Regions from separate parts of the Mus musculus genome. Here region 2 is linked to region 1. A link is a contact called in public HiChIP or PLAC-seq data. All regions are on one chromosome and are shown on one strand. Each heading gives the region's core, a stretch centred on a gene start, on an enhancer-like site or on the middle of the called end of the contact. The rest is flanking DNA. Distances are from core to core; before and after follow the strand shown.

The links. HiChIP or PLAC-seq counts read pairs in DNA pulled down with a chosen protein or histone mark.
Region 2: a contact with region 1 is called in an H3K27ac HiChIP or PLAC-seq map of extraembryonic endoderm stem cells. The contact joins two enhancer-like sites. A contact is called at or near these places in 1 of 484 Hi-C or Micro-C datasets (nephron progenitors) and 4 of 115 datasets of contacts at active chromatin or transcription factors (embryonic stem cells, extraembryonic endoderm stem cells, forebrain and 1 more).

The regions. Positions count from the first base shown.
Region 1 is chr16:92,155,392-92,161,424 of GRCm38.p6, forward strand. All of the region lies in intron 1 of Gm41496 (a long non-coding RNA gene), which reads left to right. It overlaps Gm41495 (a long non-coding RNA gene), which reads left to right. Exons shown (of 2, transcript XR_876254.2): 2 at 789-900. Among named protein-coding and RNA genes, the nearest start is that of Gm41495, 5.4 kb to the left of the region's middle. Within about 2 kb of position 3,215, at least 129 of the 459 cell types and tissues checked have an H3K27ac peak or open chromatin away from gene starts, as enhancers often do. A contact at or near this core is called in extraembryonic endoderm stem cells and pancreatic cancer cells, where this site is marked.
Region 2 is chr16:92,231,579-92,237,611 of GRCm38.p6, forward strand. No RefSeq gene overlaps it. Among named protein-coding and RNA genes, the nearest start is that of Gm41497, 11 kb to the right of the region's middle. Within about 2 kb of position 3,318, at least 58 of the 459 cell types and tissues checked have an H3K27ac peak or open chromatin away from gene starts, as enhancers often do. A contact at or near this core is called in extraembryonic endoderm stem cells and pancreatic cancer cells, where this site is marked.

The DNA.
Region 1 (6,033 bases), core at 1,965-4,464:
GGGACCTGGGCTTACGCCTACCATTCTCAATTCTGAGATTTCCTGGAGTTTAGGCTGGCTCAATCTTACCAGTTCTTCTGTCTGGCGGCACGGTCCACTTACCCCAGAAACACCCATGAAGTGCATACACTCACACAGACACTTTTAAAAATATATCTTTAAAGTATATAGGAAGATGTGAGAGGTGCTATTTAAAGAACACACCATCAAGAACTCAAGGAGTGTGGGTTTTTTGTATCCTTACAAGCTGGACAAGTCTTCTGGACAAACTTCATGAGTGTTTGAAAGACTAAAGGGAGCCTGAAGTCTGACGACACCTATGGCCAAACAATTTTTTTTTTTTTCTGGGATGTTGGTGAGCACTTTTCCCAGGAATGCCTGTTCACTGGGCTCTTCACTCTGTGGCTGGTGGCAGCCAACTTTGGGGACACAAGCTGACCATGCAGGGGGACGGGAGATGCACCCCAGACCGTCTGACTGGTGCGCCCTTCAGTTCTCATGCTAGCACACCATGAGAAGGCAAGTTGAGGCAGGTCCAACCAAGTTCGTGGGATGATTAGATGGTGGTGGATACTGCAAAGAGTGAGGATGGTCTTGGATGGGAAGTAGGAAACGCCCTGTCCTGTTAAATTCTCACTTCCGTTTTGCTGCTAAGGGCTGATTTGTAGAAGGCCCACCCTCCCAGATGACTCTCACCTCAGGCAGGGAGGAGTCTGCAGATGAGCCAGAGGACACCTGTGGGGAAGATTTTTATTTCAGAGCTGAGCTAGTTCGTGGTTTCCTTTCAGGTCGCCACTGCCTTGGCACTGCAGATGCATCCTTGAGAACTTCGCTTGCTAACTTTCTCATCACAAGGGACAGAACACCTTCCACTGTCAGAATAAAAGAATGCTCATTGTGTGCCTGTGTACGTGTGTGTATGTGTGTGTGTGTGTGTCACAAATGTCAGCATCACCCTATCTTTGAACCACTCATATCTTGGGATGGTGATGTGGGGCACACCACCTGCTTGCTCTATAATCAGGCTCCCCCTTCAAACCATTTATTTGTGTTTCCCATCCCTGTCATCTGGGGCAGCATTTCCCTGTCCCTGTCCTGCCACTCCAGGCAGAGCTCTGTATTCATGGAACATGGTTTCCCTTCTCCTCTTCTGTGCAGTTGATGCTCTCTGAGCACAGGTTCCTCCTCAGGGTCACATATGCATTAGCTGACTCAATGGGTTTTTTCACTAACCCCCATTGGTTACATAAGAAAATGGACTCCTGCAAAAGCCTTGGCTTGTACTCCCCCACCATGTGGAAGATGGCAGAGCCAGGATTGGTGTTGGCTCCCAGACCAAGGAGCCTATTCTAGATCTAAGGACTCCATCCTGTCATCCACAGCTTCCTATGGCTTCCATGGTGCCTCAAAGCCCTGCAGAACAGTGACTGGAAGCACCGGGAAACAACACAGGGACTGGACGCCTCCAGCTCTCTGGCACCCTCGCGTCCCGTGTCTAAGTCTTTCTAGTCAAGAAACTTGAGGCAGTCCCAGGCCCCTCAGTAACTGGTACCTGAGTGGGCCTTGGGCTGACTGACTTTTAGCTGAAAACTTGGGAAAATGCATCCTTCCTCCGCCTCCCCCGCCATGCTCTCCCCCTCCCCAGAAGATAATATGGAGGAAATCAGAATGCAGGCTTTTAACTTGCTCAAACATTTTTTTTTATAATAGGTGATTCTATTTCATCTTCAGGCAGGCAATTTTGTCATTTGCTTCATTAAAAATTGTTTTAACTGCTGGGGAGGTAGCTTGGCTGTTAAAGCCATTGGAAGTTTGAGGACCATAGTTCAGATCCCTAGAAACCCTCACTGATTCCGGGTGGCATGGTGATCTACCTGGAATTCCAGCCCAGGCAGGTGGAGGCAGAAGATCCCCAGAGTAAGCTGGCTAGCAAGATTAGCATGTGGGGAGCTCTGGTTTGGTTGAGAGACCCTGCCTCCAAGCATAAAGGGAAAGAGTCATAAAACAAATGAGGATGATTTCCAGTGTCAACCCCCAGCCTCCACGCGCGCGCGCAGACACACACACACACACTCACACACACAAATTAAACAAAACAAAACAAAACAAAACATAAAATTGTTTTATTAAGAGGAAATCCATACGACATAAAATTAAGCATTTTACAGACTCCAGTGGCAGTACTCCGTAATGCTGGGGATTCCCATGTGCTGTAGGCATCAGGTGGTTGCCCAGGTCCCTCACCCTGGCTTCAGGAACCCGGGCTGTGCGGGTCTTAGCAGACTCATTCAGCAGGCACACGGCTCTCTATGGCCTCTGTCTACCTCTGCCTATTGCACCTGGCATGCTTTTCAGGGTTAGCTTGACACATGTCAGTATGCCCTCCCTTTCCACAGCGGAGTACTATCCCAGTGTACGGGAGCCCACTTCTGTTTACCCATCCTCCCTGCGAGGGCACTTGGGAGTGAACTCTGTCGGTCTGCTGTAGGTTGTTCTGCCGTGTCCTAGAGCCTACAAATGGGATTGTTGGGTCAGAGAATAGTTCTCCATTTAACTTTCTGCAACCTCAGTTGCTCAAAGAAATCGTGAGGTGTCCAAGGTCACATGACAAATGAATAAAACCCCATGAGCCAGGGCTTACCTAGCTGTCACAGAGTCCATTCATTCACTCAACAAACATTTCCAGCTCGCCAAAGGAAGGCCACTAAGGTGGATTTCACAACACACGGGAAACCATGAGAATCAAAACGGGGCTGCTTTAAAAGCTGTAGCAGGCCTGGCTCCCACACAAATTCCTCTAAGTAGCCCTGTGTGTGCGCGCGCCCGCGAGCTGATTGGACACTGCCTCTCCTGTCTTGCACGTATTTTACAGTCCTTGTGGGGGTTTTTCTCTCGTTTAAGAGAAGCAAAAAGACCACTTGCTGCTTCCATCATCTTTCACCTCTTTGCTGCGCAGTGGACCTGTGGGGTGGGTTCCCACCTGGGGCCGTGGTACTGATCTGATCCAGGATCTATTGATGGCACGGAGCTTAACGGGTTAAACAAGGACCAGAAAAAAGGGGCAGGGGTCTGGGGTCAGACCGGAGGGAGGAGGGGTGGGGCTTGAACAAAGGGGAGCATCTTCCGCCCCTGCCCCCCAAGTCTAGCTGCAGAGCCCCATGGCTGGGGATCAGCTGCCCCTCTCCCGCCTCCCTCCCGGCCCCGCCCTCTGCAGAGCCCACTGTGGCTGAGCTCACCTCCGCACCCTCACGGGCGACGCCACCGCGCTCCACCAATGGGACGCGGCTGTGCGGGTCTGCCCACCGGTGGAAAATTCCATGCTCTCTGCTGCAGCCCCTGAAGAGCATTGGGGCTGCCGCCCGCCCAGCCTGGCCTGCTTATTGATTTAGGACCCAAACCGCGCTGCTCTTCCACTTCTAGGACAGCAGCTTTGTGAGCAAAAATCCTTGAGACAGCGGTGGTGTGTGTCACTGCGGAGTGGGTGGGGACGGTGTGGACTTTCTCCTTGTGTATATTACAAACGCCCGTTCTCACCTTGCCCACTTACACTATAAATCCTGCCCGTGATTGTCGCCTCCAGTACTCGACCCAAATTCCTGGGTGGGACACTGTATGTAGTGGGGATAAAGAACAGGGCGTCTTCTTTGATCCGCCCACCCTGGGACAACGGTGGGGTTCTAGAGAGAAGGGTCAAGTTAGCAAAGATGTGGGACAGCAATGAAGAGTCCCAAACAAGCGACTGACCTAGTGAGACAGTCTTGTGATTCAGACAGGCACAGAAAATTCCAGAGCCACTGAGAAGGGTCATACTGGTTTTTCAGAGCGAGGAGGGGGTGTTAGGTGGGGGCGGAGAAGACTGAGAACTTGCCATGGGAGGACAGGGAGGTGCCAGAACCCCAGGGCTGTGTGACCAAGTTAACTCCTCCTCGTGAAATTTATGTCAACCAGGGCCCCGGACCTGTTTATGCCCTTTGATCCAGGAGATAACCCGGAAACCAGGAACCCTTGTTCCAGGAGCTGCTGCCAATAGGGGAAAGCAGTGATTTCTTCCTGGAAGAGAAGTGGTTTCTTCCTGGAACAGGTTGCAGGGACAGAGGACAGTGACAGCTGTCCATGTAGGAGGTAGGAGAGAGAAACAAGGAGGAAAAAAGGACAGGTGTGTTGCTTCTTGGAGCAAAGTATCTCAGGAAGAGCCAATAGACAGAGGAGGAAGAGATAGAAACCCACAAAGAACCCCAAAGCCCCGAGGTAGGGACCAAGGCTCAGAATAGCAGCTGGGAACTAGGGCAGAGGCAGGTGCTTCAGCAGGCTTGGGGCGCTGTTGTCGAAGGCATGAGAGGCCTCAGCCCTTGGAACCCCCTGTGCATCTTTCTCTGCTCCTCTGCATGGAAACATAGGAACTAGAACCCCAGTCTCCGCCCGCCCGCCCCTCCCCCCACCCCCCAAGGCAGCCATGACTGTAGAAATACAAATGCAACCATCTTCCCGTCTGTTCCGGTAAAAGCTGCCATAATTCTCCAGTCTGAGAATGGATCATCCCCTCTCGATCCGGAGGGTTCACACGATTCCTAGGTGGGCAGGGACAGTCAGGATCGACCTTGCTGTGTTCTGGGTCCATCTTGTTGGGGTCCAGGAGTCGCCCCACAAACCACAAGAACATCAATCTCAGTTAAACAGGGATGGTTTCTTGAACGCACCCCTCAAGACGGACTGACCAGGATAACAGCTTACAGGTGTGTGCTGGACATTTCTCAGGGGCAGCTTACAAAGGCTAAAACTGCAAAAACCACAGTGAGCTCACACACAGGTGCTGGAAGTGCCCCTCAATGGTCGGCCCTGGCACAAGCCATTTTAGACATAACAGTTCATATTGACCTTTAATTCAATGGGTCCTATGTGAAGCTTATAGTTGTAGAATTCCTTAAGATTAGCAAGCCTCAGAACACACAGAATGTAACAGGGTACGTGGTCAGCATGACCCTGCTCTGTGTCAAGTTATTTTTCTGCATCGGTGACGGGTAGGCATATTACAGCAACAATATGAAATAGCTGGCAGGCATGGAACAAAATGGCAACAGCTATGCTGGGGCGGGGCAAGCCTCAGCATTCCTCATGAGGTTTTATCTTGTGCAAGAAACATATTTCTACATGGATGCTGGCTCTTCATTGAGAGGATCAAAGGAAAACAAGAACTCGGCAGCCATTGTTAGTAAGGTCTCAGAGAGGTCTGCAGCAGAGCTTTTGAACTGGGCTGCAAGCATACCTGGTTTTGATTCCATTTGAGCTTTGGGACACTGGGGACCCCTTCTGGCCTTCTGTGCACTAGGCTACCTGTGCCAATTCCTTCTAAGCCTTAACTTCCTCCAGCTCTATTCACAAGTCCAACAAATCCAGGGACTGTCAACTCAAGCTCCAAGTCCGCTTTGTAGAGTGACAGGCATCCTCACAGCTGCTCGGATCTGTCTTCCTGGGCTCAATCCCTAGCAGATAGACTATGCTTTGCTCTCAATTAGACTTTATCCTAGGTTGACAAGACTAAGCTCAAAATACAGTTTTTCTTGGGTTCCTGTTTGAATTCCTGATCTCAACTCACACAGTTTGCCGTTTGGTGAGGTCGTGGACCCTTTTGCATGTGGAGCCTTGCTGGAGGGACCAAGTGAGCAGCCGTGGCTTCGACGTTTTAGGTTTTCTGTCCTCCACCCCAACTTCCTGCTTTCTCTTTGCTTCCTGAGCAGAAACAGTGTGATCAGCCAGCATCTTGCTCAGCCTGCCTGTTGCAATATTCTCCTTGCTATGATAGACTTAACCCTGACTCTGTAACTATAAGCCAAAAAAACCCTTTCTCCCTTAAGTTGCTTTTCTTGTGTCCTGTAAAACTCTGATGAGATAAGTCTCTTACATTTTTCCCTTGTCAATCTTTGTTAGCCCTACATCCCTAAACAAAATCCAGCCTAGGGAGAGACTTAGGCCCTTTGGTTCCCATGGTGACGCAGAGACAGGCTGGGGAACCTTCACCTCTCTGAGTCTTGTTTT
Region 2 (6,033 bases), core at 2,068-4,567, 76 kb after region 1:
CCATCTTGTGCAGCCCTTCGTTTGAATCTGGATGCTGCTTGCCCCAGCCTTCAGCTTTTAGATTCCCTTTCAGGCTGTCGAGAGGCTGAAGCTCTGATGTCAAGTGTCTTAGTCAGTGCCCTCTGTGGCTCTGAGGAGACACTGTGACCACAGCAACTCTTATAAAAGAAAGCACTTAATGAAACCGTTTCAGAGGTTTAGTTCATTATCATCATGGCAGAAAGCATAGCAATACGGCAGGCAGATGTGATGCTGGAGAAGTAGCCAGGAGTTCTATATCTGCATCTATAGGCAGCAGGAAGAGAGAGTCACTGGGCCTGGTTTGAGCTTTGAAACCCCAAAGCACACCCCCAGTGACTCACTTCCTCCAACAAGGCCACACCTCCCAATCCCTCTCAAGTAGTGTCACTCCCTGATGTCCAAACATTCAAATATATGAGCCTGTGGGGACCATTCTTATTCAAAACACCACACCAGGAAAAGGGGAGGCTCGCAAGAGGCCAGGAAGTTGAAGGGAGAGTTTATTCACTGTGGGCAAAGGACACTACATAGTGCTAGACAGGCACACACCATCCGGGACCGACAGGCTGTGCACAGACAGACACAGACAGACACAGACAGACACAGACAGACACAGACAGACACAGACAGACACAGACAGACACAGACACACACCATCCGGGATCCTCAGGCTATGCACAGACAGACACAGACACACAGACACACACACACACACACACACACACACACACACAGAGACACACACCATCCAGGACCCACAGGCAGACACAGACACACAAACACACACATACACACACAGAGACAGAGACAGAGACAGAGACAGAGAAAAGAGACAGAGACAAAGACTGGCACTGACACACAGCCCTAGAGATAGACACATACACAACCAGGCTGGCAAAGGCCAAGACCTGAGCTAAAAGCTTCTGACCTCCAGGCCATATTTAGTACAAATCACACAAAGATGTCATTTAGCTAGGAATGGCGATATAATAGATTGCATTCACTGCTCTCTTTCGGGACTCCACTGTAGGCCATTTTGTGCTGACTCAGAGCCCCTCTGGATGCCCAGCCTTAGGCATCTTGGTTCATACTGGACATCCATCCTAGTGCCCTGCTCTCCAAACACAGACTGGTCTGTGTGGTTGGTACTCTGCTCCCTATAACTATTGCATCTTGTCCCACCACTGCCGCCTCTGGACTGGTCTTCATATCTCTGATTTATCTTCTTTTCTAATTTGCTTGTTCTCACATTTCTCAAATGTTAAAAGAAAATTTTTGCCAGATACGGTGGAGCATACCTAAGAGACCCAGGGGGAGGAGGGCAAGCCCAACCCCAGGCTGCAGTGTATAGAAAGCCCCAGGCTAAAAAAAAAAAAATCAGAGCTTAAAAATAAGGAAAAGAACAAAAGAAAAGAAAAGAAAAGAAAAAAAGCAAAAGAAAGCAAAGGAAAAGAAAAAAGAAAAGGAAAGTTCGGAGCTGTTATAAATTTAAAGGCAAGGGCTGGAGGACAGAAGAAGGAAGAGATACAAGATATCAGCGAATAGCTTCAGGAAAACCAAAAGTACACTAAGTATGTAGTGACCTCAGTGTGAATTGAAACTTCTATTTGAATCTGGAGGCCACTGCACATCATTCCCGTATTAAGGCCCCGTGCTGTCGCTCCATCCAACCCAGAAGCAGTAGTTAGTTATTCCCCCTTCCTTCTGCCTCAAAGCTTCACGCCTTCTTGTCTTCTGCCTGCTCTTCCATAACCAACATAAGTCTGAGTGCTAACAACGCATGTGGGTGGGGTTCAGCTTTCAGCTCCTTACACAGTCAACACTAAGTATCATTTCCAGCTAAATAGATACATGATATCTCTATGGTGGATTTCATGTTTCCCATTTGAGAATCATAGCCTAATTGGCCATGGCTACTTGGGAGTGATTGTTGATTTTATTTTTCACCCAACTTCCAGGAGGAAGTTATTTCTATGTTATTTCTATGAAGCAATATTTCTGGGTATTTCTGTGGGGGTGTTTTAGGCTGACATTGTTAGAGCCTCTGAGTGAAGCAGGCATCCCTAGGGGCAAAAGCCTCTATCAATATACTTTCAAAATACTTTCTACCTACCTCTTGCTGTTAAAAATCTTGGAGAAAACTGAGCATGCACAGAGGAGTTTCTGTCCATCATCTTTACAACACAAATCGAGAATGCCCCAAGGCACAGCTCTTTGCCATTTTAATGCCTCTAGTATGTGCCCCATAATGTATGAAATAAGCATATCCATAAACGTCTTCACTATCTTCCCCTCGAACTGCAGTCTTAGACTGAGCATGCTCAGGTCGGTACCTTCTCCTAAAGTTCTTCCTTAAGTGGGTAAGTGTGCGTACTTAAACCAAGCCTGCCTTTCCTTTGTCAGGGAGGCCATTGTTTGGGGAGTTTGTTGTTGGTAATAAATCTTGCCTGTTATTTCTCTGACTATGCTTGCCCGTGGCTTTCGACTCACCCAGAAGTCAACCCATTGTATTTGGTTCCACGGTTGGCATTTGAATCAGTGGACTCTAGAATGCGGATAAGCATTCACTGATAGAATGAATGGAAGAGGGAGAGGAGACTGAAGCTTTCTGTCCTAAGATCCCGGGACTTAGAGCATCAGCTTCCTTGGGTTCTCAAACATTAGGACTCTAACTGAATTTATGCCACCCCACCCCATCCCCCACCCCCCAAACAGTGTTTCTCTGTGTGGTCCTGGATGTCCTAGAACTTGCTCTGGCTGGCCTCAAACTCAGAGACCAGCTTGCCTCAGCATCCTGGGTGATGGGATTAAAGGTGTGCACTACCACACCATACCCTGCACCTCAGGTTTTCTTATCTTCATCTTCATTTAGATCTATAATCACACAAATCAGTTCCTAGTCACCTTTGTCACTGTCTCTGTCATTGTCTGTCTCTACTTCTGTTTCTCTCTCTCCCACTCTGGTTCAGTGTCCCCGGAGAGCAGCAACACATTAGTTTAGCGTGACCAAGTAGAAAAGGAATTTGCTTTCCAGTCAGATCTGAATTCAAAATGTAATTCTAGTGTTTACTGGCCTGTGACCTTTGGCTTGTGATCTGAGAACTGACGTCTGTAAGGCTGGAGAGTAAGAACAATCGTGTTTACCATGGTGATAATGAAAAGGAATGTATGTGCAGAGCAGAGCCAAGTTGGTGTTAATGTGTAAACAGAGGGAAACTGGTGACAGGAATGAGGATGGCCTGACTGTAGGCACTGGGCATCTGAGAGTCCACAGAATCTGATTAGCTGTGAGTCCCGAGATAAACCTTTGGCAGCATGAAAGAGGGATTACAGCGGTAGGCTTCTGAGAGACAGGACAGTTAGGAGACAGAGGCGAGAGGCACAGAGGCCAGTTGAGATGGTCGTAAACAGCACGGTGTGAAAAGCCTCTGGAGATGCAGCTTAGACACCTCATTCTCCCACATCCTGAGACATCCCTCATATGTGTGGGTCACAGCAAAGGAAGCTGCCCAATGGCCAGCAAGGGAAATATGGGCGCCAGCCAGAGTTTTGATTAAAGTGGCAGGTATACCTTTTATGTCACCTCTCACTGTTCAGATGACCCAAATATGCAGAAGAATTCTGATCCAAACACCTAATTATTACAGACAACGTAGCCATTTCCTCCCTACGTTGCTTTTGGTCGTGGTATTTCTCACAGCAACAGAAAGCAAACTTGAACAGCCTGGAGCGTTTGAATGGAGTAGAAAGACAGCGGGTGTGCGTCTCCCTGACCTTTCGGTCAGCCACCTGATTTTCCTTTCTCTACCAAGCCCCTACCACACCTTGCTTGTGTCACATGACCCTTTCCTCAGGCCACAGTTGACAGACATAGGCTCAAACGGCAGTTTAATGTTTTCTCATCAGGGAGTTGGAACTTTGATCAGAGAATGAGGTCTTGAGGACAGGCCGTGGGCTTATCTTTTTAGCAGCTGTGTGGGTAAAGACCCTCTACTCCCTGTAGGAGAGAGGGCCTCAGGGGAAATTGTGGGTCTGCTCGCCTAAAGGGCAGTCTCACACCGCTTGGGAGAATCCAGACTATTAATTGTTTTACCTCTGAGTTACTTAACACTGCTTACTGTTTCTTATAACCAAAATAAATTATGGTTAGTAAAACAAAAATTAATTATTTAACTCAGGCAAATGAGTCTCACAGCCACAGACGTCTCATTTCTAAAAACGAGGATCCTTTTCTCTGCCCTGCCTGTATCTTTGGACTGGTTCAGCTGCATAAAGCACAAGGTACTTCATGCACAGTAAAGCTTGACCCAAGTAGAGCTGTTTGTAGACATCAAGAAGAGTGTCCAGAGCACCCCAGAAGCTGAAATGGTTTTTGTTTTTGTTTTTGTATTTTAAACTTAACTGCTGTGGTCAATCCCTCTCGAGCTCCAGAAGTCTACAGGCTGCAGGTTTGCTTGGCTTTTGCTAGATATTTAAGACTTTCATTATTTCTGATAGTGTACTTATCCATTCTACCGTTGGCTTGCTGCCAGGCCAAGCCTACTTTTTATATTATTACTGCCATTTGGAATCATTTTCAACAGCTCTATTTGACAGTTCAAATAGAAGAGTCTGTCCCAAGCACACTGTCCCCCAAATCTTTCTATTTGTGTACTGTATTTCACATCTCTTTTGTTCTCTGGAATAAAATCATGTTATTTAGCTAAGAGTGACATAACAAAAACCCAGAGACTATGAGGCTCAAGAAACATAAGTCGTAAATGTATTGTCTCAGTCTCTGGGAGGCAGAGGTCAAAGATCAAGGTGTGGGCCAGGCTGCCTTCTTCCCAGGGTGTTTCTGTTTCTGGTCTTTCTCTGGTTTGTAGACAGCAACTTGTCTCAGTGTCCTTTAAAATACAAAGATTATGGGCTAGGCGTGGTGGCACATACCTTTAATCCCAGCACTCAGGAGGCAGAGGCAGAGTTTTAAGCCAGACAGGATGACACAGCCAGACCCTGTCTCAACAACAAAATAATTACGTGTATATATAAATAAAAAGATTATGTTTTGAGACAGGGTCTCACTAGGTAGCCCTAACTGGCCTGGAGCTCAATGTATTGATTAGGTTGGCTCCAACTAATAGAGATCTGCCTGTCTCTGATTTATTTTATTTTTTATTATGTGTACGTGTGTGGGACTGTGCACATAAGTACAGGAATCTTTGGTGGCCAGAAGAAGGTGCCAGATCAGCTGGAGCAAGAGCTACAGGAGGCTGTGAGCTACCTGATGTGGATGCTGGGTTTTGGCTAGAGTAACAAATGTTCAAACCACTGAGCCACATTTCCTACTCCACTGTGTACTCACTCCTTTTCTGTTTGTCATCTTCTCTTCACAAGTGTCTTTGTGTCTGTTTTGCTTTTTCAATAAAGATTCCAGTCGTCTTTATTTAAATTAATTTTTATTTAATCTTTATTTAATTTAAATCTTTATTTAAATTAAAATGAGGCTCCAGCCTCATTTGATTATCTCTATAAAGGCCTTTACTTATTAAGTATGTTTTAAGCTGCTGGAGTTTAGAATTTTGACAGGTCTTCTCCAGTGGACACCATTCAGCCCATGATAGTTCTACATGTAATCTCTTCACATAACCTATTATCTTAGACTTAACAGAATCCGAAACTTAAAGATAATTAGAAGGCAATTTATAGTTATAATAATAATAATAATAATAATAATAATAATAATAATAATAATGTGTTTCCTCTAGTAAATGTTGAGGTGGAAGTGTGGGAGGGAATGGGGATCCTTGAGCCATGGGCAGGCTCTCAGTCACATTGACGCACACGTGCAGCCTGTTGCGGGCCAGCTGTGTGACCCCAGCACTGAAGGGCCCTCCTGGTGGTAACATCGTGTCCCAAATGATGGTTGGCTCTTGGTAAACAATATAATCTTCCCTCACTTTACACAGTAATCTCCTTCCTGGAAACTTCAGCATTTTCTAAAGAGCTTCTGAGAACGACTTTGTTTATGTG